Linked DNA regions of Mus musculus: region 1 is linked to region 2. Evidence: chromatin contacts called from public HiChIP or PLAC-seq data. All regions are on one chromosome and are shown on one strand. The core of a region is the stretch at or near the end of the contact, and the rest is flanking DNA. Distances in the headings are between cores, read along the strand shown. Region 1 overlaps Carmil1 (capping protein regulator and myosin 1 linker 1). Region 2 overlaps Carmil1 (capping protein regulator and myosin 1 linker 1).

Evidence for each region. HiChIP or PLAC-seq counts read pairs in DNA pulled down with a chosen protein or histone mark.
Region 1: a contact with region 2 is called in an H3K27ac HiChIP or PLAC-seq map of microglia, with 5 times the contacts expected there. The contact joins two enhancer-like sites. A contact is called at or near these places in 1 of 39 promoter capture datasets (hippocampal neurons), 16 of 484 Hi-C or Micro-C datasets (the 3T3-L1 cell line, 3T3-L1-derived adipocytes, the C10 cell line and 11 more), 5 of 115 datasets of contacts at active chromatin or transcription factors (bone marrow-derived dendritic cells, bone marrow-derived macrophages, embryonic fibroblasts and 2 more) and 3 of 9 other capture datasets (adipose tissue, liver and pancreatic islet).

Annotation. Positions count from the first base shown.
Region 1 is chr13:24,102,341-24,107,156 of GRCm38.p6, forward strand. Carmil1 (capping protein regulator and myosin 1 linker 1) reads right to left here. Exons shown (of 38, transcript NM_026825.3): 17 at 3,969-4,038. Among named protein-coding and RNA genes, the nearest start is that of Gm33573, 75 kb to the right of the region's middle. Within about 2 kb of position 3,396, at least 52 of the 459 cell types and tissues checked have an H3K27ac peak or open chromatin away from gene starts, as enhancers often do. A contact at or near this core is called in bone marrow-derived macrophages and microglia, where this site is marked.
Region 2 is chr13:24,032,986-24,037,688 of GRCm38.p6, forward strand. Carmil1 (capping protein regulator and myosin 1 linker 1) reads right to left here. Exons shown (of 38, transcript NM_026825.3): 34 at 3,200-3,623. Among named protein-coding and RNA genes, the nearest start is that of Scgn, 44 kb to the left of the region's middle. Within about 2 kb of position 3,371, at least 12 of the 459 cell types and tissues checked have an H3K27ac peak or open chromatin away from gene starts, as enhancers often do. A contact at or near this core is called in bone marrow-derived macrophages and microglia, where this site is marked.

The sequences.
Region 1 (4,816 bases), core at 2,146-4,645, 69 kb after region 2:
AACAGTAAAAGCTTTCCTACTACTGTAAATGAAAATCCTTTTAAATGAATTTGCATAATTAGAGCCATGTGTGCATATGTGAATATAAAACTGGTTTTTTAAATCATGCTCATTTGCATCCCATACTCAAGCGTTATTGAAAAGAAGGCAAGATGAGCTGGGTATGGGAGTGGGTGGTGGTACATTTATAATCCCAGCACTCAGGAACTTTCTGCAGGAAGGTGTGGAGCTTGTGCTTCCAGTCCAGGGTGGTCAAGAAAGCAAGACCTTAACTCAAACAATATTCAACAGACCGTACAAAAATAAGCAAAATAGAGCCCATGAGGTTGTATAACTTGTAATTCCAACATTTGGGGAAAAGGGACTGCTACAAACTTGAGGCCAGTCTACTTGGTCTACATAAAGAATTCCTGGCTATCCAGAGTGTATAAGATCTTATCTCAAAACCCAAAAAGAAACAAAAAGGAGAATCAGAGAGCAGCTCAGTGCTCCAGCATCACTGAAGGATTTAACTGCATTTCCTCACAAGACTGTCCTCTTGCTCAGGTGGCGGAGCACTGTACACGCCTCAGTCCTAAGTGAAAAGTCAAATCTAACATTCAAGCATATATCTAATAGGGACGTAAGTGTGACAACACATGCTTACAGGAACACATGCTTTCCTTGGGATTAGAAGTTCTATGTTATCCTTGGCTATGAAGCAAATCCGAGTATATAGGCTAGTCTACAAGAGACCCTGTCTCACAAAATTTAACGTCTTTCAAAACTTTTTAAAATTGTATTTATCTGATCATAGTTGTGTGAAATTCTTCCATGCTTCTGACTAGCACTCTAAGATTGAAGAAAGCTCTGCTTAAGATACAGACATGAAGAAATTAATGTCTAAACAGTGTGTCTACATTAAGGAAAGTTTCTTTCTGAGAGCAATGCATAAACTAGTACCCAAAACAGGAACCTGATAGTTAAACCTTGAAAACAGCGAGTGTCCCAACACAGATTATCCTGTAACTCCCAAAACCCTTTGGGGAAGTTGACTATACCATGAAGAGGAAGAAACTGAAATCCAGTTACATGTGGACATCTAGCCTTAGGAAGTAAGTGTGAACAAAACACTGTAACTACTTAGAAAAGAATTTTGTGCTTCACCAATTTTAATGAGCAGCATTTTAACACATAGCTAGAAGCGTGGTCACTGGTCCTGTAACTCTAGCTATAAAACCATGGAAGAACATAGGGCTATGTATGATACTATAAGGCTTGTTTATTGGCATTGTAAATTTTCTGATAACCATAAATGAAAGACCCAAATTAAGGTAAAATTATCATAACAAAGGTCATTCCCACTGTCAAAATTAATCATTTGATCTGGATTCCCATTATCATAAAAAGAAAACTAGAAGCTTAAAGGTCTACCTTTGAGAAACTCTGTGATCCCCCTGCCCTCAAATGTATCCTCAATTCTCCTAATGCTTGGATTTCAGGGGTACACCACCATGCCTGGCCTATCTGACATTTTTAACTTACAAAATTATTTTATATGGTTGACCTAATATTACCTTATAAATATTTTAAAAACACAAGAAGACATTAAGAACAAGTTTTAAACCAGGTCTACCTGGGAGTCTTTGATCAAGGTCTTGCCTCAAAATAGCTGAGACAAAAATAACTAATCATAATGAATGTTCTAATGATTGCCAATGTTGGTATTAAGAGAGCTCCATCAGAGAGCTGGATTGCTTCAAATATTTTAGATACGTATATGGGGTCAGCAGATCACTCATGCCTGTCACAGCTTGATCAAGGAGAAAGAATGCCTTATCAGGCTGGAAAAGCCACCGTTGAGTCAGAGCTAATATAGTTGGCCTGTGTTTGGTCATAGCAGTCTCACCAACTTCCTGTTCCTTAGGGGGTGACCCTTAGCAGCTTCTTGACGTCAGCAAAATGTGAATAAGAGAAACGGTTTCTGCTGCTGGAGTTGGTTTCTACCTCACATCTATCTTTATAAGCTGAGGGCCAAAGATCACATTCACAGCTCCATTACTCAAAACTAGTATTCTAGGGTCTTGGTTTTTAGCTTTTGTGGAGTTTTGCTTTTCTGAAACAATAAGATCTTAATAGTGACCTTCACACCAAAACTAAGGACAAAATCCATCACTAAAACTTTGTATGGAACAATTCCAAGTTTGTCAACTTCACATATGTCTGCCTGGCATTTTGTGAAGCAATAAGGGGGGGCCACATATTACATAAATACTGCCCTCTTAAAAGCCACAACCTGGCTAGGAAAGCAAACAAGAGCCAAATGTATAATTGTGTGAGTGCTGCATATCAAGGAAGGAGTGTGGCAGGCAGAGACACAGCCAGAGGGGATGACTTGGGGTACGTTTCCAAAAAGAACTCCTTCAGATATGGTGACAGCTTCCTAGGGGAATACTAATCCTTCTTCCATCACACGCACGCACGCACACACACACACACACACACACACACACACTCCTTCAGATATGGTGACAGCTTCCTAGGGGAATACTAATCCTTCTTCCATCACACACACACACACACACACACACACACACACACACACACACACTCCTTCAGATATGGTGACAGCTTCCTAGGGGGGGAATACTAATCCTTCTTCCATCACACGCACGCACGCACACACACACACACACACACACACACACAGTCCTTCAGATATGGTGACAGCTTCCTAGGGGAATACTAATCCTTCTTCCATCACACACACACACACACACACACACACACACACACACACACTGAGATTCAGTGACATCATTGGTGATGGCTCAGATGAGCCATCTATCAAGCCAAGCTGGGTCTGGGATCACCTAGAAGGCTCCCTTGGGGCATGTGTGCTGAGGCATTCCCAGTTCAGTTTAACTAAGGGAAAAAGTCGCACATGATGCAGGCAGCAGCGTGCTGTAAATTGTGGGTCCTGAATTTAATTACAAGCAGAAAACAAACAGCAGCAGTACTCACTGCTCTCTGCTTCCTGACTATGGCTGCAATGGGACAGCTGCCTGGTCCTCTGCATCCTGAGATGATGACAGCCTTAAACAGGGACCTGAAACCAAACCTTCCTTCTCGAAGTTCCTTTTGTCAGATATTTGTCACAGCAATGAGCAAAGTGACTAACACATCAGCCAGTCTGCCTAGGATGACACAGTCTGACAGATTTATAAGGAAGTCTGGCCTTGGTTTCAACCCTCCAGGACAAAAGCCTTGAGAAAGAAGAGGTTTAGCAGAGACCACAGCACTGCATTCCTAAAGGCACAAACAGGAACAGAGACTGAATTCTGCTGGGAAGAAGACATGAAGAGGGCACGCTGGGCAAAGTGAGGCTCAGAGCAGGCAAGTGTCTGTAGCTGGGGCTTCTCTTCCTAATGTCCACTTGAATTGATAGTTTCAAAATGAGCAAAGTCTAGGTCTCCTCTAACACATAGGTATTTAGCCTTGATTCTTCTCTGAGGGCTCCTCTACTGGAATTGTTCAGGGCTGCTTCATAATTTCAAGGGATATTTTGATGTTCCTGACTTAAACCAAGATATTAAAGAGTTACTAAGAAGATAGCCATTCTGTTTTACACCCTACAAATCCAAGCTCAGCTCTAAGCATTGGTCCCCTGAAACCAATATGGTGCACTGCTTTTCATGATTCGAAGCTAGCTGATGGCTTTGTATCCAGGGGACACATCATAAAACACTCAGGCAACAGGCGCTAAGAATGAGGGGAATGTCATTAAAAGCACACGCGAATGTTATTGGAAAGGTGTTCTGTGGCGACTTGTAGATAAAATTGCAAAACACAGAACATGTGAAACTTGCATAATAACTTTTTTCTGCTTCACTTCTCCCTATGGAATCACAATATTACACTTGCCCAGGAAGAATGCAGAAACAATTTGGAGGCTGTTATCTCTTCCAGTGCCGTCAGGGCGGCCTTACCTCACAGTTGCTGAGATCCAGAGAGACTCCCTTCAGGCTATGATTGCAGGCCAGGCCCAAGAGCAGCGCTCTGAGGAAAGGAAACACACTTATTAGGCACAATTTCACATGCAGATCAGTAACGTGCACACAATGGCACACTCTCACACATACACAAAGCAATCACATACACACACACACACACACACAGAGAGAGAGAGCAAGACACAGAATAAAGCCTGAAAACTCAACCTTTTCTGAAACACCAGCCAGGGACCAGACACTCTCTCAGTTTTTGAAAATGCCAACTGCATTTTGACAACAGGGGGCACGTGACACTTCTGCATTCTTCTGTCTGACAGGAGGTGACTCTACCATAAAAGCAATCCTTGAAAACACTACTATTCCTATGCAAATAAACCCACAGCCCACCTAATTGCACACTGAAATCAAATTTTGTTCATCATAGATAAATCCCCACCTGCATCTGCTTGAAAACTGCATTAATGAACGTTTGAATATTACTATGTGATTGTTACTAGCGTAGCACAGTGAGGCTAGCTTTCCCTAAGGAATAGACAGTGATGGAGTCTGGCCCTACTGTATTCCAGAAGGTGAAATGAGAGTAATACCAGTTTATTAAGTCACCTAACAGAGTATACAGGTGAAGATAAACACCCTGGAGATAAGAAGGCTCACATCTTGTAGCTATGTCCAGAATCCTGGCAGTCCAGCCACCTGCAGGACCAGGGCACATTCATCTCTCTTCTATAAATTGAGAAGAGTAGATTCACTGCCCCGAATATCAACACTCTTAAGGAAATACATTGCTTTCACTGACATAGGCAGTGGAGTCCTATGAAGTCTGA
Region 2 (4,703 bases), core at 2,121-4,620:
CAAAAACTCTTCTCAAGGATAAAAGAACCTCTGGTGGAATCACCATGCCTGACCTAAAGCTTTACTACAGAGCAATTGTGATAAAAACTGCATGGTACTGGTATAGAGACAGACAAGTGGACCAATGGAATAGAATTGAAGACCCAGAAATGAACCCACACACCTATGGTCACTTGATCTTCGACAAGGGAGCCAAAACCATCCAGTGGAAGAAAGACAGCATTTTCAACAATTGGTGCTGGCACAACTGGTTGTTATCATGTAGAAGAATGCGAATCGATCCATACTTATCTCCTTGTACTAAGGTCAAATCTAAGTGGATCAAGGAACTTCACATAAAACCAGAGACACTGAAACTTATAGAGGAGAAAGTGGGGAAAAGCCTTGAAGATATGGGCACAGGGGAAAAATTCCTGAACAGAACAGCAATGGCTTGTGCTGTAAGATCAAGAATTGACAAATGGGACCTAATGAAACTCCAAAGTTTCTGCAAGGCAAAAGACACTGTCTATAAGACAAAAAGACCACCAACAGACTGGGAAAGGATCTTTACCTATCCTAAATCAGATAGGGGACTAATATCCAACATATATAAAGAACTCAAGAAGGTGGACCTCAGAAAATCAAATAACCCCCTTAAAAAATGGGGCTCAGAACTGAACAAAGAATTCTCACCTGAGGAATACCGAATGGCAGAGAAGCACCTGAAAAAATGTTCAACATCCTTAATCATCAGGGAAATGCAAATCAAAACAACCCTGAGATTCCACCTCACACCAGTGAGAATGGCTAAGATCAAAAATTCAGGTGACAGCAGATGCTGGCGAGGATGTGGAGAAAGAGGAACACTCCTCCATTGTTGGTGGGATTGCAGGCTTGTACAACCACTCTGGAAATCAGTCTGGCGGTTCCTCAGAAAATTGGACATAGTACTACCGGAGGATCCAGCAATACCTCTCCTGGGCATATATCCAGAAGAAGCCCCAACTGGTAAGAAGGACACATGCTCCACTATGTTCATAGCAGCCTTATTTATAATAGCCAGAAGCTGGAAAGAACCCAGATGCCCCTCAACAGAGGAATGGATACAGAAAATGTGGTACATCTACACAATGGAGTACTACTCAGCTATTAAAAAGAATGAATTTATGAAATTCCTAGGCAAATGGATGGACCTGGAGGGCATCATCCTGAGTGAGGTAACACATTCACAAAGGAACTCACACAATATGTACTCACTGATAAGTGGATACTAGCCCAAAACCTAGGATACCCACGATATAAGATACAATTTCCTAAACACATGAAACTCAAGAAAAATGAAGACTGAAGTGTGGACACTATGCCCCTCCTTAGAAGTGGGAACAAAACACCCATGGAAGGAGTTACAGAAACAAAGTTTGGAGCTGAGATGAAAGGATGGACCATGTAGAGACTGCCATATCCAGGGATCCACCCCATAATCAGCATCCAAACGCTGACACCATTGCATATACTAGCAAGATTTTATCGAAAGGACCCAGATGTAGCTGTCTCTTGTGAGACTATGCCGGGGCCTAGCAAACACAGAAGTGGATGCTCACAGTCAGCTAATGGATGGATCACAGGGCTCCCAATGGAGGAGCTAGAGAAAGTACCCAAGGAGCTAAAGGGATCTTCAACCCTATAGGTGGAACAACATTATGAACTAACCAGTACCCCTGAGCTCTTGACTCTAGCTGCATATGTATCAAAAGATGGCCTAGTCGTCCATCACTGGAAAGAGAGGCCCACTGGACACGCAGACTTTGTGTGCCCCGGTACAGGGGAACGCCAGGGCCAAAGGGGGGGAGTGGGTGGGTAGGGGAGTGGGGGTGGGTGGGTAAGGGGGACTTTTGGTATAGCATTGGAAATGTAAATGAGCTAAATACCTAATAAAAAATGGAAAAAAAAAAAAAAAAAAAAAAAAGAAGCTATAGAAGAAAAAAGACAAAATTCCAAAAAAGAGACTCAAAACAGTTAACGCAGCTGGGTGGAGGTTGACGGATGAACTTGTGCAGGCCCTGTGGGCGGGGCTTCATCTCCAGTACCACAAAGCTTCAAGGGAGGGAGGTGAACCGTCTTTAAGCTGAATTTTGAGGAAACTCAACATTTTTCTTTTCCTTTTTCAAAAATTTCCTTTGGTGTGCTGGAGAGAGAACTCAGGTCCTCACACATGCCAGGCCAGCGTTTGACCACTAAGCTATATGCTCATCCTTGGGACTTAGCAACTTCTACTGGTGTTGCTTCCTCCACAGCAGCAACAGTGGACTCAGTAATCAATCCGTTCTAACAGGAGACCCTGACTTTTTTCTTTTGAAATTTAAATGGAGAATATGGGAAAGGACTTTGAAGCCTGGAAAGAGCTTAAGCTATGAACGACATGGGGACGCAATAGGCCTTTACCGGCTCTGCCTGCCACCTGGTCTTTTTGTCTCTTGGTTCTGCCATCTCTAGCCACCTTCAGCATCTCTGCTCAGATTCGCCAGGGCCAGTCCTATCTGGGGACCAGTACTTGCAGGCTTCTACCAAAAGCACAGGGAAGCCAAAGGTGGGGCATACCTTTAAAGCCCCTTGGCTCTCAAGAGTGTATAGCTATGAGCTAGGCAATAACCTCAAAGAAGGCACAGGGGCTGAGTCGGGGGGACCACCAAGGGTTTGGGGCCACCCAGTGCTACACAGAAAATCTGACACCAACCTGAACCACAAAGCGAGTTTGAGGCGAGCCTGTGCTACTGTGTGAGACCCTGTCCCAAAACAACTAACATATTAAACAAAGCCGGGCCTGGGGCAGGGAAGACGAGCCAGGAGTTCGGAATCTGGACTCTGAATTCTTTGGGAATAAATCTTTAGGTGTTACATTTCTAAACACTTTCTTTGTAAGATTTATTTTATGAGTGTTTTCCTTGCATGTGTATGTATATGCATGTGTATGCAACGCCTGTGTATCTGGGGCCCTTAAGAAGACGGCGTCTGGTCCCCTGGAACTGACGTTACTGATGGTTCTGAACCACCATGTGCATGCTAAAAAACGGAACCAGGGTCCTCTATAAGAGTAACAAGTGCCCATAACCACAGAGCCATCTCTTGGGCATCCAGAATTTATATTTCCATCTAACCAACAAGCTATTTTTCTATATCTCTTTCCCCAACGAAGCAAACGTACAAACCCCTTCCTCACCTTCTGTGCACATGCTGCCCTCCGCTCCTGCTTGGCCTTCATCTCGGCCAGCAGGCCGCTGCCCATCACCTGCACATAGCGCCGGCCACCCTGCGGGCTGCCCCTGCTGTCACTGCGCTCAGCCCTGCCAGCTTCCTCTGCTGGACCCTCCTCCAGGGGTTCCGGTGTCTTAATCTCTTCTGTGCGGTCTGGAGCACCATTGTGCTCCGCTGCCTTTATCTCCTTCCTGGTGGTATCCACTGGTGGGCTCCGCATTGCCCCTTTCGGGGAGGAGAGCTCTTCCGTCATCAGGACTGTGGGTGGCCGCTCAGATCTGGACCTGGATTTAATCAGGTTGAGGAAGCCACTCCTCCGAGAGTCCCGTTTTTTCTTCTCATCTCCTTCCCCGAGTTCGTGGGCATCTGAGGAGCGCGAGGATGACCTCCTGCAACCACAGCCAAGTCATAGACAGTGTTGGCTTGGCTATAAAGACAAGTTCCCTGAGAAACTTATCAACAAACAGCCATATCCTGTAGCATTTAAAAGGTTAAGCCTGGGCTTAGAAACACAAAAACTGAGGATCTTCCGGCACAGCTACCAAAGAGGAAACGAAACGCACAGACTATGAGTGAATCGAAGGGAGTCAGGCAGGATTGAAGACAGACTTGTGCTTTGTAAGAATTAAACACTTAACGGTGAACTGTCTTGGGGTATCTTGGGACATAATTTGGCAACTGCTTTATTTAATTTGAGGCACACTGAAAAGGGCTTCCTTGACCATCAGTAATTATTAGGTAATTGGTGAAATCCAACACTTAGTGCTTAATCCTGGCAAATATTTGGATCGTTGATTAAATGGAATACATTGCTGAAAGAAGCAACAATAACAACAACAAAAAGACTCAAGGCCAGGGAGCTGGTAGAGCACTACCTGTGACTCTAGTATTTATGAGATGGAGTAGGAGGGTCAGGAGTTCAAGATCAGCCTTAACTATATGAAGTTCAAGGTTAGTTGGGCTACAGGAGACGCTGTATCTAAAAACAAAACTAGACAGAATAAGCTTAAATTTTGGGATACATTAAAACTTGGGAAGTGGGGAAAAACCAAACCAAAAAAAAAAAAAAAAAAAAAAACCCAAACCAACCAACCAACCAAACAAAAACCAACCAGAATGAATGCCACAAGGGACCAGCTGCTCAAAGCTGGAGACAGGGTCTCCCCATAGCTCCTCAGAAACTCCATCAACACTGGAAAAAAGGATAAATGCAAAGGAAGAACAACAAAAAACCCACACCACCCTGGTGAGAATAAGAACACTACTTGGAAGCCCAGTGAGCACAAAATAGCTTCATGGATCTGAGCGCCTGAAATAAAAACTAGGGGTCCAGGAGCAGCTAGAACCTCAGGGGCTGCAGAGAGCAGAGCATGGTACTTCCGGAAGTGGCCTCAGGGCTGTAGAGGGCAGAGCAGGTGACTTCCTGAAGTGCCCTCTGGGGCTGTAGACAGCAGAGCAGGGTACTTCTG